Regions from separate parts of the Mus musculus genome. Here regions 1 and 2 are each linked to region 3. The links are chromatin contacts, called in public HiChIP or PLAC-seq maps. All regions are on one chromosome and are shown on one strand. The core of a region is the stretch at or near the end of the contact, and the rest is flanking DNA. Distances in the headings are between cores, read along the strand shown.

Evidence for each region. HiChIP or PLAC-seq counts read pairs in DNA pulled down with a chosen protein or histone mark.
Region 1: a FOXA1 HiChIP or PLAC-seq map of pancreatic cancer cells shows a contact between it and region 3. The contact joins the enhancer-like site here to the promoter of Slc44a3 in region 3. A contact is called at or near these places in 5 of 39 promoter capture datasets (the 3T3-L1 cell line, embryonic stem cells, hematopoietic stem and progenitor cells and 1 more), 1 of 484 Hi-C or Micro-C datasets (morula), 4 of 115 datasets of contacts at active chromatin or transcription factors (embryonic stem cells, pancreatic cancer cells and stem cell-derived neural progenitor cells) and 4 of 9 other capture datasets (adipose tissue, embryonic stem cells, liver and 1 more).
Region 2: a contact with region 3 is called in an HNF4G HiChIP or PLAC-seq map of pancreatic cancer cells. The contact joins the enhancer-like site here to the promoter of Slc44a3 in region 3. A contact is called at or near these places in 11 of 39 promoter capture datasets (the C10 cell line, the HPC-7 cell line, HPC-7-derived erythroid cells and 7 more), 1 of 15 datasets of contacts at CTCF or cohesin (the NIH/3T3 cell line), 11 of 484 Hi-C or Micro-C datasets (the AML12 cell line, the C10 cell line, the HPC-7 cell line and 7 more), 11 of 115 datasets of contacts at active chromatin or transcription factors (the HPC-7 cell line, bone marrow-derived macrophages, embryonic basal ganglia and 6 more) and 3 of 9 other capture datasets (adipose tissue, liver and macrophages).

Annotation. Positions count from the first base shown.
Region 1 is chr3:121,369,228-121,373,375 of GRCm38.p6, forward strand. Gm33363 (a long non-coding RNA gene) reads left to right here. Exons shown (of 4, transcript XR_867593.1): 1 at 1-461. Among named protein-coding and RNA genes, the nearest start is that of Gm33363, 2.3 kb to the left of the region's middle. Within about 2 kb of position 2,829, at least 56 of the 459 cell types and tissues checked have an H3K27ac peak or open chromatin away from gene starts, as enhancers often do. A contact at or near this core is called in pancreatic cancer cells, where this site is marked.
Region 2 is chr3:121,701,136-121,705,051 of GRCm38.p6, forward strand. No RefSeq gene overlaps it. Among named protein-coding and RNA genes, the nearest start is that of F3, 20 kb to the right of the region's middle. Within about 2 kb of position 2,611, at least 25 of the 459 cell types and tissues checked have an H3K27ac peak or open chromatin away from gene starts, as enhancers often do. A contact at or near this core is called in the NIH/3T3 cell line, adipose tissue and pancreatic cancer cells, where this site is marked.
Region 3 is chr3:121,530,426-121,534,590 of GRCm38.p6, forward strand. Slc44a3 (solute carrier family 44, member 3) reads right to left here and starts at 1,919. Exons shown (of 15, transcript NM_145394.3): 1 at 1,736-1,919; 2 at 1,242-1,346. The coding sequence starts at 1,774. It overlaps Gm38684 (a long non-coding RNA gene), which reads left to right and starts at 1,152. Exons shown (of 2, transcript XR_376017.4): 1 at 1,152-1,515; 2 at 1,652-2,039. A530020G20Rik (a long non-coding RNA gene) reads left to right here and starts at 2,519. Exons shown (of 2, transcript XR_867597.1): 1 at 2,519-2,713; 2 at 3,150-4,165.

The DNA.
Region 1 (4,148 bases), core at 1,579-4,078, 160 kb before region 3:
CGCTTCCACCCCCCCCCTTTTTTTTTTTAATTTTGTTTTGGAAAAAAAAAATGTCTTTATCTTCTCAAGTCAAACCTGGTAGTCCCTGCCTACGGTTCCAACATCTGTGAGCCTGTGAAGTGAAAATGGGGAAACGAAGGGAGAAGTTTTCAGATCGAAGCCCATACTTGGCCAAGGGTCTGATCCTAGAAGAAATGACAATCCCAGACCTCAAATGCAGCTTCTTAGAAAAAAAAAAGGTGCTTGAACTGTCGCTGGCTGGAGATCACCAACAACAAGGAGAGCAGGGACTCATGTTCCACCCAACCAGGCCAAGCTCTTTGACCCAGTGATGTCATCTATGATGTCACTACCGCCTCATCGGCACTGCCTGTTTTTGGTCTGAATGAGATGTGCCTTATAAGTCCCAAGCCTGTGACTACTGGGCTCACAGTTGGTGGCTGTTGGAGGAGAATTAGAAGGTATGGCCTTGCTGGAGGAAGTATGTCACGGATGTGTGTGTGTGTGGGGGGGGGGGGGGGTTACAAGTGACCCATGCCATTTTCAGCTGCTCTGTTTCCTGCCCGTGTTTCCTGCTCGTGCTCTGAGATGTGAGCACTCTGCTGTTACTCCAGCTGCCTTGGTCTGCTTCCTGCACGGCTTCCCTGCTGTGATGGTGACAGGCACTTAGCCCTCTAGGGACCATACACCCAAAAATGAGCCCTTTCTTCTTGCTTTGGTTGGTCTGTCTTATCACAGTTCTCATACACAAACTCTTACCTCAGAAACCAAGTTCTTTTCTTTCTAGGATTTTTTTTGGGGTGGGGGGTGTTCAAGACAGGGTTTCTCTGTGTAGCCCTGGCTGTCCTGGAACTCACTCTGTAGACCAGGCTGGCCTCAAACTCAGAAATCCGCCTGCCTCTGCCTCCCCAGTGCTGGGATTAAAGGCATGCGCCACCGCTGCCCGACTGGATTTATTTTCGTTGCTCGTGTTAACACTTTATCTATCTTTGCCAGCCCTACTTTTAGAACTTAAAATTGTTCAATGATTTATTTCTTTTTAACATTGGGGGTGTGTGTGTGAATGTTTTACCTGTACGGGTGTATGTGCATACATGCATGTCTGGTACACTCAGAAGAGGACATGGTATCTCCTGGAGCCGGAGTAACAGGTGGTTGCGAGTCACCCTGTGGGTGCTGGGTGTTGAAGCTGGGTCCTCTGCAAGAGCAGCAAGCACTTGTACCTGCAGAGTCATCTCTCCCTGCTTTGGACCTTTTAACTGTGGAAACGCTCGCTCGCACATAGTACGGAAGAACTAGAAATGACGCCGGATGCTTCTGTAGCAATTGCCCATGTGTTTACCCGCTGCCTGCCCACATTGCTGCGGGATGGGGCGTGGCTACAGCTGTTTCATCTGCGTGTTCCCTTTCCCTCTCTGGTGACAGACCTGGGAGTCAGAAGACTTTCAGTAAGATCTTAAGGAGAGCATTTTAGTCTCGCTCTGTCTGTCTGGCCTCTATTGGCTCAGCCTGCATGCTTGTGGACTGTCGGTGACCATGGCTCAGGCCCGTTCACATACTCTGCATGATCTTAGGCCCAGATAATTCAGGAAAAATCAGTTTGAGAACTGAGCCTCTTTTAATCTGCCTACTAGGTTGGGACCGGATAAGGACTGGTTTGGGCTTTTGATTTGTCGACGTCTCCCGGACAGCTCTGTGTATAGTATTTCCATAAACTGTCTTCTTTCCCTTCCCTTCTCTTGAACGAAGAACGAAGCCATCTCCCCCCACACCCCCTCTTTTTGAGAAGAGACAAGAGCCTGCCGTTCCAGCCTCTTCCATCCCTCCTGCTGTTGCTTGGCTTTTCTTCAGTTTTATTCTAGCCAGTATTTGTATCTCCAGAGGGTCTGCAGCCACATGGGGCCCTGAAATGGGGCGAGCCCCCCCCCCCAAATTCTTACAGAAGATGACCATGTCTCAGTCACGGGAGCCAGGCTGAAAACTTTTTTAAAGTTCTTTTTATAAAGTCATTAAACGTGAAATCAATATTTTAAAAGACTAAGGTGGGGGGTGGGCTTTGAGAGTTCCAAATAGACAGAAAAGCTGATTTCATACTTCCCTGCCAAAAACATTGTTCTTGCTTTCAGGCAAATGACTTGGGTGTTAATTAAGGCTTCACACTTCCTGGCTATCTCCTTTTTCACATTCTTGCTGCTAATCGTCATGTTAAGAGACACATGACTTCTGTTTCAAAGGCTCCAGTTTAAGAGTGGAAACAAAAATCTCAGCTCCACAGGAAAGGAAAAGAGATTAGGATTCGAGTCCAGCCATTTGCTTATTCATCTGCATATGGTTAAAAGATTTCCAAGCATCCACTGGTTTCTCTTTCACTGTGACATGAGGCCAACCCAAGGAGGGGAAGAGAAAAATCCTGTTCCTCTCCTGATGTAGGAGCACATCTTCCATTCGCCTTGGGGGCAAGAGATTGCTTCCTCTTTTAATAGTAAGCCAAAGTAACCGAACTTGGAGAAACTGGCTTCTTCTGAAAGTTATTTTTCCAGTTAGCTTTTCATTTTATTTGCAGTGCCAGGCTGGAAACCATGCACACATTAGACTTAGCTGTATTTCCGGCCCTAATTACCTGTTGCTCTGCATCAATTTACAAATTAGCGGTGGGAAACAAGCATCATTTAATGAAGCCCACAGACTCTGTGGGTCAGCACTTCACAGGGTCTAGAAGGAAAGGCTTCTTCAGCTTCATGGTGTCTGAGCTTCAGTGGGGAGACAGGGGGGTGGAGGACACTAAAAGGGCTAGGAGTGACTCAACAGGCTCAGCTCGAAGATCCAAGGCCTGAAGCACCATGACTCAAGTTTGTACTAAGATCTGTCAACACGGTGTCTACGCACAGCCTGCCCATCCGTGAGCCTTGAGTTCCTCTGCAGTGTGGCTGGGTTCACTCTTCCAGAGAGTGATCATATCAGGACTCTGAGTGCAAATGTCACTTCAGGTGTGTTCCAAGTAGCTAAGGACCTCAAATTCAGGAAAAGACAGTTCAGAGGGAAGAGAGAAGCTGAGGCGTAAAAGACCAATTTGAAAACTATAATGCCAGACATGGTGCATGCCTTTGACCCCAGCACTTGAGAGGCAGAGGCATGGGATCTCTGCGAGTTTGAGGCCAGTCTCTTTGTTCTACATAGGGAGTTCCAGGAGAGCCAGGCCTACATAGTGAGACCTTGTCTGGAAAAAAAAGAAAAAAAAGTCTAGTACATTTCCGTCACACTGGCCCAGGGGGCAGGAGAGGCCATGCTGGTGTGATTAAAAATGAGACCACTTTACTGAGCTTGAAGGAGCAAGTTATTCCATGCTGGCCATAGTGGTTTCCACTGGGATATAATTCACATAAAATCCACCCATGTGTAGTTCAGTGGGTTTTAGTACATTCACAGTTGTATGACCATGATTACGAATTCCAGACACACATAACTCACATGTGTTAGAAGTAACTCTTCCATGTCACCTTCCACTGCCCTCGGATTCTGCTGGCCCAATTTCTCTCTGTGGATTGGTCATTTATAAGAAGGATTTATTTGTCTTTTGTTACTAGCTTCTTTCACTTAACATAGTATTTTCAAGTTTCACTGATAGAATACAGTGCATGTGTGCGTGTGTGTGTGTGGTAGTGTATGGTGTGTATGTGTGTGGTATAGGGTATGTACACACTCATGAGTGCATGTAACTATACATACTGAAGTACAATGTCCTTCTCAGTCACCCTCCATCTTATTCTTTGAGATGTGGTTTTTTTCACTGAATTTGAGTTTACTGGTAGAGATAGACTGGCTGGCCAGCAAGTTCTGTTGATCAGCATCTCTCTGCTGCCCCTAACCCTGAACTGTACTGCAGGAACATGCTGCTATGCCTGATTTATCACATGGGCGCTGGGAGCCTGACCTCTGGCCTTCATCCTTACATGACAAGCACATTTGACTGAGCCATCTCCCTAGTCCCTATTCCATTCCTTTTATCGATTGAATAATATTCCATTGTCTGTCTCTACCTGGCACATTTCATTTACCCATTTAATAGTTGACGGACATTTCAGTAATTCCTGGTTTGGGGCTGTTTTATGTAATGATGTTGTGAATATTGTGGTTTGTTTGTTTGTTTT
Region 2 (3,916 bases), core at 1,361-3,860, 170 kb after region 3:
AAACAGCCAGTCAGATCTGCCCGCTTGTCTTAAAATTGACTCACAAGGCGGGTTTTCCGTAAGAGAATTTTTCTAAAAATGAAACAAAAGAGGGAATCAACTTCCAGTGAATTCTATACAGAAAGAACCCTAAATGAGCCATAAAGCATTCGGCTATTCATGGAAGATAGAGGGAACGCCCCAGGTAGAGATGTCTGGGTCAGTGGCTCTGGCCCTGGGCTTGCTGCCCTCCAGCAAGCATGGCACAGACACTCCTGCCAGCTTCCATACAGAAACAGACTTACTTCCATCCGTGACTGATGCCCCATTAGCTGGAACTGCCACTGAACACTCAGGGTTATTTGCTGAGACATTTCTCCTTTATAACGTTTTAAATTACATTTATTGGAGGGATATACGTAGCACTGAAGAATGTGTGAAAGTCAGAGGAGATCTTGCAGGAATCAGTTCTCTCCGACTATGGGGGTCCTCAAGATAAAACTCGGGTCATCAGGTTTGGCACACTGTGACATCTCGCTGGCCGGCTTTTCTTGGTTCTAATACTAGTAGACAGCTGTGCAAAAATCAAAGTCTATAGAGTTTTATTTTGTCCTGCTAGTCAGAATTCAAAAGAGCTGCTTCTCTTTCTCTTCTCTTCTTCTTCCTCCTCTTCCTCCTCCTCCTCTTCCTCCCCCTTCTATACTTCTTGTATTTTTATGTGACATGCATGGGTGTTTTGCTTGCATGCATGTCTGTGTACTGTGCGCATAAAGTGCTTTGGGGGACAGAAGAGGCTATCAGACCCTCTGGAACTGCAGCTGCAGACAGTTGTTAACTGCCATGGTGGCTGGAAACTGAACCCATGTCCTCTGGAAGAGCAGAGAGTGCTCTTAACCACTGAGCTATCTCTTACAACATCCTCGGTCAGCAGGGCACTCCAGGTCATTTCTTGTAGGTGGAGGCATGGAGAACAGATCCTGTGAACCAGATATGGCTCAGGGCGGTCCTGTTGACAGAAGCATTTGAAGATGTGATATTTAATGTATGTGAAGCTTTGGCTCTGGCTAAGCAAAATAGTCGTGGCAGTCTGATTAAATGGGTGAGCATGCTAGATGTTACTTTAGTTAGCATGAAATCATTTCATGTTCCAAAACAAACAAACAAACAAACAAACATAGACCGCCTGTGAAGTGCTTTCAGTATTCAGTGAGCTTCAGGATTTTGTGAAGGACAAAACTCGAAGTGCTGATTTGGGGGAAAAAATGGGCTCCCCAAACTGTCTCAGCTTTGACCCAGCAGTTCTAGATGTATAGGAAGGAACCTTAATGTTTACTTTGAATATAAGGAAACTCAGAGAAGAAGATTACTCAAAGTTAATGAAGAGAGGTGTTCCCTCAGAGCCAAGAGTCCAAGTGTCTCCCAGTTTCTCACTGTCTCCCACCACACTGCTGGCATGGAGAACTGTGGGCCAGCTCAGCAGTGGCTTGAGGCTCTCCCAGACTCAACTGCACATCACTCGGGTCAGGTGCCTTCTTCAGACATGGTGTCTGCTTCTGAAGGAAGGGAGGTTTGATGGACAGTCCTTAGAAATCTCACATTTGGGGGCTTTAATTCTCAGCCTCCTTACAACAGTTACATTCTTGTAAATTCTACCCTGACACAGATGTTTTGAGCTTCCTGAGAGGAGAGGAGAGAGGAGGAGAAGGAGGAGAGAGAGGAGAATGGAGAGAGTGTGGAGAGGAAAGAGAGAGAGAGAGAGAGAGAGATATGAAATTGAAGACAAAACTAAAATAGTTTCATTAAAATATAGGATGTATTATTTTATTTGGCTGCTAACCCATAGTTAAATGAAGCTTTTCATAATATATTTACTCCAGAGTCATCTATTTAAAGATTCAAACTACATACACATGTTTAGAGACTCAAGAGTTTGAAAACGATCTTAAGATTGCCCTTCTGATGATCATGGGAGAGGTCTGGGTTCCTATGTCATCATGAACATGAAGCTACTTTAAGCCCTTGCTCTTTCATTAAAGACATATAAAGATGAGCTAAGATACTCACTTGATTTATTTTCTTCCTTAATAATCTCTAGATGAATTCAGATGTCAAACTATCTGAATATAAAGAGCAATGTTCAAAGACTGCCCGCATGATAGGGCTTAAGCGGTCTTCTTGAAGCCTTGCTGAGTCATGCCCCTAGCTGTTCACCCCTCCCCTGAGACATCAGGCAACTGTGAGAAATCTCATATGAACCCAAGTACACAAGGCTTGCACCAGTCCATAACCACCTCAGCCGTCTCGCCACTGGGGGTAAAAATGTCTCCCTCTGATCACTGACACAAAGGGCAGGGTTTAGATATTGGCAAGGGCATGGTTTGGATACTAGCTCACATGATTCCAGCAAGAACAGTCTATTTCTCGAGAGGTTTCCAAAATTAATAATACAGACATCTGGAAGTCACTAGTCCTCAAAAATTACAAACCCTTGATGATGCTTATCAGGGATGCTATCATGGGATGTTCTGAAAGGTCTTGAAGAGTTTTCTCCTGACATCAATCACCACATGCAGAAAGGCTGAGCGATAAGGAAGCGGTATCAAGCAATAGTCTGAAGGGACTTGGGCCAGTGTGCTGAGTCACTCACTGGCTTTCCACAAACCTTTTTAAAGGTTTGGATGAATGGAATATATAGAAACTGTACATATGATGTGCAAATAAATTGGTTAAGTGTTGTTGTTGTTGTTGTTTTAACAAAAAACACAGTTGTGTATCCAGCACCCCAGAAGAACCGCAGGTGGGAATCTCCATCCACATTCTTTTTTCTTTCTCTTGACTTAGAGATCATACGGCGTCTATCTATCCTTCTCTGCCTGGCTGCTTTTACTCAGACATATGTTTATGTGAGTCACCTGCTGTCCTGTTAGCAGGATCCTGTTCATTCTAATCTCCATTATGCATTCCACTGTGGGGAGTCTGCCTCTAGAGTAGTCTATTACTGATGCACATCTATTACTTGGCTTCACACTGTGAAGCAAAATTTATTGTCTGATTTGGAAGCTGAAAAAAAAAGTTTCATGTGGGATTTGTATGCTGAGAGGGAAGAAGAGAATGAAGGAGAAACTTCTTTGGTCTGCTTTGCTCCCCGCCCCCAACCAAAGAAAGATGCTCGTGAGAGCAGAGCTGCAACAGGCAGGAGAGGTCTCCAGTCTTTATTTTTTTTTTTTTTTTAAAGATTTATTTACTTATTTATTATATGTAAGTACACTGTAGCTGTCTTCAGATGCACCAGAAGAGGGCATTAGATCTCATTACAGATGGTTGTGAGCCACCATGTGGTTGCTGGGATTTGAACTTCGGACCTTCGGAAGAGCAGTCGGGTGCTCTTACCCACTGAGCCATCTCTCCAGCCCCAGGTCTCCAGTCTTAAGGAGTTAGGAAGAACCCCTGTCTATGGAATTCTCCAGAAGGACTACCTACAGGATACTGAATATGTGTAAACAACAGGAAAGCCCTGTGGTCTCTTAGAATCCTCTGTATTTACTTCAAAGTGGCTAAGACCCCCATTCAGCCCCAGGCAACTATGGGTTCAGTCTAGCTTCTCACCACACTTGGATGCCCGGCTACTACTTATCTCCAAAATTCTTAAGAATTAGAATTAAAATTCTTAAGATAAGATCCCAGGAATTTTAGGTCCCTGTCTTAGACATAATTTAGGCCAAACAGATTTATGTCCCAGTCTTAGACATAATTTAAGCCAAACCTTTCTGTTTTGATTAGCTCGTTTTTTATTCCCCTTTCCAAGAACACAATAATTATTCTGCTTAAAATGCCCTTGAGATTTTAAGATAATAAGTTTCCAATAGTTTGAGGCAAAGCTAGCTTAGCCCTGGTCATGGTTATCAGGATATAATGATTTATAATATATTTAAGCCAA
Region 3 (4,165 bases), core at 669-3,168:
TATGGAAACCTTTAGATTTCTCTTACAAACAAAGTGTACTTTCTCTGCAGTTTCCAGCTCAGGGTGTGCAATGTCTCAGCCGGCTAATAATTCTTTAGGCTGGGAAGGGCCATATGCGATCTTCTCTCTAGGCAGCCTGAGAGTTTGAGCAGCAGAGGGGCAAGGGAGGATCATTAAATAACATTAACAGCCCAAGGTCAAAGCTGCAGACGCAGGAGGGACAGCTGCTCCCTATATTTACATAACAGCAGAACTGGAGAGAAATGGCAACCAACGATAGGGAAGGCAACAGGACTAGGTAGGTACACAGACTTCTCTGAGCTCCTTAAAGAGAGCTTGGAGGGCCTTATGAGTGGCAGTAGCAGCAGCAGCAGCAATAACAAACACATCCAGGCCCAGCCTTTCTCTGTGTATCTAACCACATCTACGCAAAACCATTTGGAAAGTTAAAAATTAAATGAATGCGTCCTTTACTTGGAAAGAACAAATGTGGTTTTTACAGTCAATTCAAACTAAAGTCTTCTTAACAAAGGTAATTACTATCAGGTAGATATTATAGGGCAACCTGAGTGAATCATTAACTATACAGCACACAGCATGACCCAACCCGGCATGGGTGACTTCATTAGCACAGCCTTTGAACAAAGTGAATGAAGCTCTAAGAATAAGTGTCAAGACTCAGCTCTGAGAGACTCCTCGGATGTCACGGCAGGGTCTGGTAGGGTCTACCATCGATCGTGTATACAAGTGTGCTATGAGAGGGGTTGCATCAAGTTAAACACAGTAGATCAAGGCCGTGCATGTATGTGTGTGTGTGTGTGTGTATAACTCTGTGTGTACACAGTTTTTAAAAAAGCAGTCTCTTTCTAGACCTTGACTTTTTCCTATGCTAGAAAACAGCAAATGTTGAGAAATACTTGACTGAGGGGTATGGATGATGTAAAAGGACTTCCACTCTGAGAGCTTACAAAGCCAAAGAAGAAAGGCACTGCTGCAAGCTGTGATTCTCCATATCCTAATGGAATTACCCAATAAATCTTGGTCTCCGGCAGGAAGGCAGTCTTCCCAGAGAGTTTAGGAGATTGTGAAATCCCAGAACAAGAATTTCTTAACTCATGGTCATTCTAAACCAATCACAGAAGTTTGTCCTTGCAGCATAAACTTTAAACCAGTAACGTCTAAGACACACTTGTATCTGGACACACACCCGGGATTTAGGCCTGCCAAGCAGCCATACTTACCAAACCAGTCCAAAAGAGAAAGAACAAGACTAGCCACGGTGTATCGGTGCATTTTCTATAAATTTGGGGTCGCCATTCTCTTTGCCTTGTTTTCTCTGCAGAAACCTTCCAGGAAAACGGAGAGTTGAGAAAAGCAAGAGAAACAGTTAGGTGAAATCAACCGAACCGAAACCTCTCCAAAGGCTGCTAAAGCAACTCAACTCTATCACTGGGGAAGATCAGCTCTCTGCAGGATGGATGTGAAACCCCCCCGGGGGCCAAGTTCTTACTAGAGGTAAGACACCCCTCACCCCCTAGTCCCTTGCGCCTTCCTGGCCTCAGCCCAACACTTGTGTCAGGTACTGGGTCCTCAGTGCCAGGTGTCTTTAAAGGAGCGGTGTCACTGAGAGAAAGTGGTTTATCTCCCAAAGGACAGAGGAGCCGGAAGCGTCCTGTCTGTGCAGGTAGGTGCCCGCAGAGGCCGCTTCTCTCAGGACTCAAGTTGTCGCTCTTACCAGGTACTCGGCGCCCAAGCACTGCATGGTACCCGGCATCTGGGATTGGCGGCGGCGGTGGTCGCCTTGCACACGGGACAGAGGTGCGGCGACCGGGCCAAGTGGCCCAGGAGGGGCGGCAGGGCGAGCAGGGCTCAGCGCCTCCTAGAGGTCCAGGGCGCTGGTCCCCTAGACACGCCCTTTCCGTGGTGGCTTTAGGCTGGGAGGACCTGCTGGGAGCGGGGGTGGCACCTGCGCAGCACCGGTTCCCAGGAAGTGCTCCTGACCACTGTGCGACGCCTGGGCCCGTTGCCAGCGCCTGGAGTTAGAAGTGAGGCCTCAGGGATCATTCCTGAGGGCGGGGAGCTTGCAGGGGTGTGTCACACACAGGTAAGTGGTGCTTTGTGTGTGCCGAATCCTGCCCTGAAAGGTTCACCAGTTCTCTTCCAGGCGCATCAAGTTGCAATCTGTTGTCATCCTTGAGCTAAGATCAGACAGCAATGGCGACACTCTGTCAAGGGGCTCAGTGTCTATCATTCCAGCTGCTATTTCTATAAGGCTGAATCTTCTCCAGCGTGAGTCCCAGGAACACAAAGCCCTCAGAGGACTGATTTAATATCTCTCTCTCTCTCTCTCTCTCTCTCTCTCTCTCTCTCTCTCTCTCTCTCCTGTCTCTCTCTCTCTCCTTTCTCTCTCTCTTCCTCCCTCCTTCCCTCTCCCTCTTCCTCTCCCCCTCCCTCCCTCCCTCCCTCCCTCCCTCCCTCTCTCTCTCTCTCTCTCTTTCTCTCTCTCTCTCTCTCTCTCTCTCTCTCCTGTCTTTCTCCTCTCTCCTCTCTCTCTCTCTGTCTGTCTATCAGTAGGTCTCTTTCTCTCCCTTTTGTGTGTGGGGTGCTCACTTCCCTCCTCTTTGCATCATCATCTGATTTTCCAGTGGGCACCCTTTGAAGCACATCCAGTGTGAATGTCCCTGGCAAGAACAGTTTTCTCTTCAACATTCAGGTGGGCACCAAAGCGCTGCTGAGGTGAGGAGTTTTAAAAAGGGCTGCGGAGGACTTTCCTTCTCGGTCCCCTTTCTCTGCCCCAACCCATCTACCTGCCCCTCCACACCGTCAGGCTGCTAGCCCACTAAGTGCAGAGGTCCCGTCATGTTTCAGAAGATATTATTTCGCTCTGGTCCTCTCCGACCTTTGGCTATTACAATCTTTCTGCTTCCTCTTTTGGGATGTTCTCAGAGACTTGTGTGAGTAATTCGGTGGAAGTTAGAGGCGAATAGCATCAGGATATATTGCATGTATGTATAGAAATAGTAAAAGATAGTACAAATATTATATTAAAAAATAACCAGGGAGTGGTTAGAGGGTAATGATCCTTAATGGATCTCTGCTGTGCGGGGAGGAATCCCTTCCAGGCTAATTATCTTCCTTCTCACTCTTAGCTCTCAGAACATTCCTGAATGCAGGCTTCTCAGAACGAGTAGCTGGATTTCCAGGGGGCCCTGAATTCATCCCCTAGAGTCCCCCCTTCAAGTAGACATTTGCACAACTACAGAAAGAGCACAGTTTAGCCACAGCATCTCAAACAAATTAGTACCAGAACCGATGGATGGAGAGGCTTAAATACACACAGCATGTATATTTATATTTACTGTGATGATTACGGTAGTATCGATGAAGCCGGAAAATAAAGATGAAGCAGAACCAAAAAGCTCTGTTAGACATGGAGAATAAAATGATCAGAATGACAGCTTATTTGGCTCCACTTAGTAACAGTGTGGATTAAGCCATGGAAGAGATGTGGCAGAAGCTGAGTAAGAAGGAACGGCAGTGTTTGCGTGACAATCACATCTCTTGTCACATCTTGTCACATCTCTTGGCCTCTGGATATATGAATGACCTGGTGAAGAAACCTCCTACTTTCATCCACCACGTATCTGCACCAGTCTCTTATATGTCTCTTACTCAAGTCTTTTATGGTGCACACCGGTCTTCAGAAACCATTTTCTCCTTTCAAAGTGTGAAGACAATTCTTTGTGTTTCCCTGAAACCTGGTCCTGATGGGTGCTATCTGGAGATGCTCATTGGAGAAAATACCATGTGGTAGATGTGTTTCCTTATATATGACACAAGTCGTAACACTTAGAAGTGCCACTGAATGCTTTTAGTGCCCTTTCTTATGTAAGGTGTCAGAGTGGGAGAAATAATTCCAAGGCACCTGGAAATTCCTTCCCTACATCTTCTCCGCTGATCAACCCTATCTACAGTGTCTTAAATAGACAAACCAAAATAAAAATTTGAGTATATACAGAAGGAAAACTTAAAACACCCTGAAAGAAAACTTGTGACTAATAACTCCGTCATTAGCTATGAATGCCCACTACTGGATCCTATTTGAATCAAAGGCCTGGGAGCGAGGAAGAGCTGAAGCAGGGGGTTTGGAGATTGGGAGATGGCA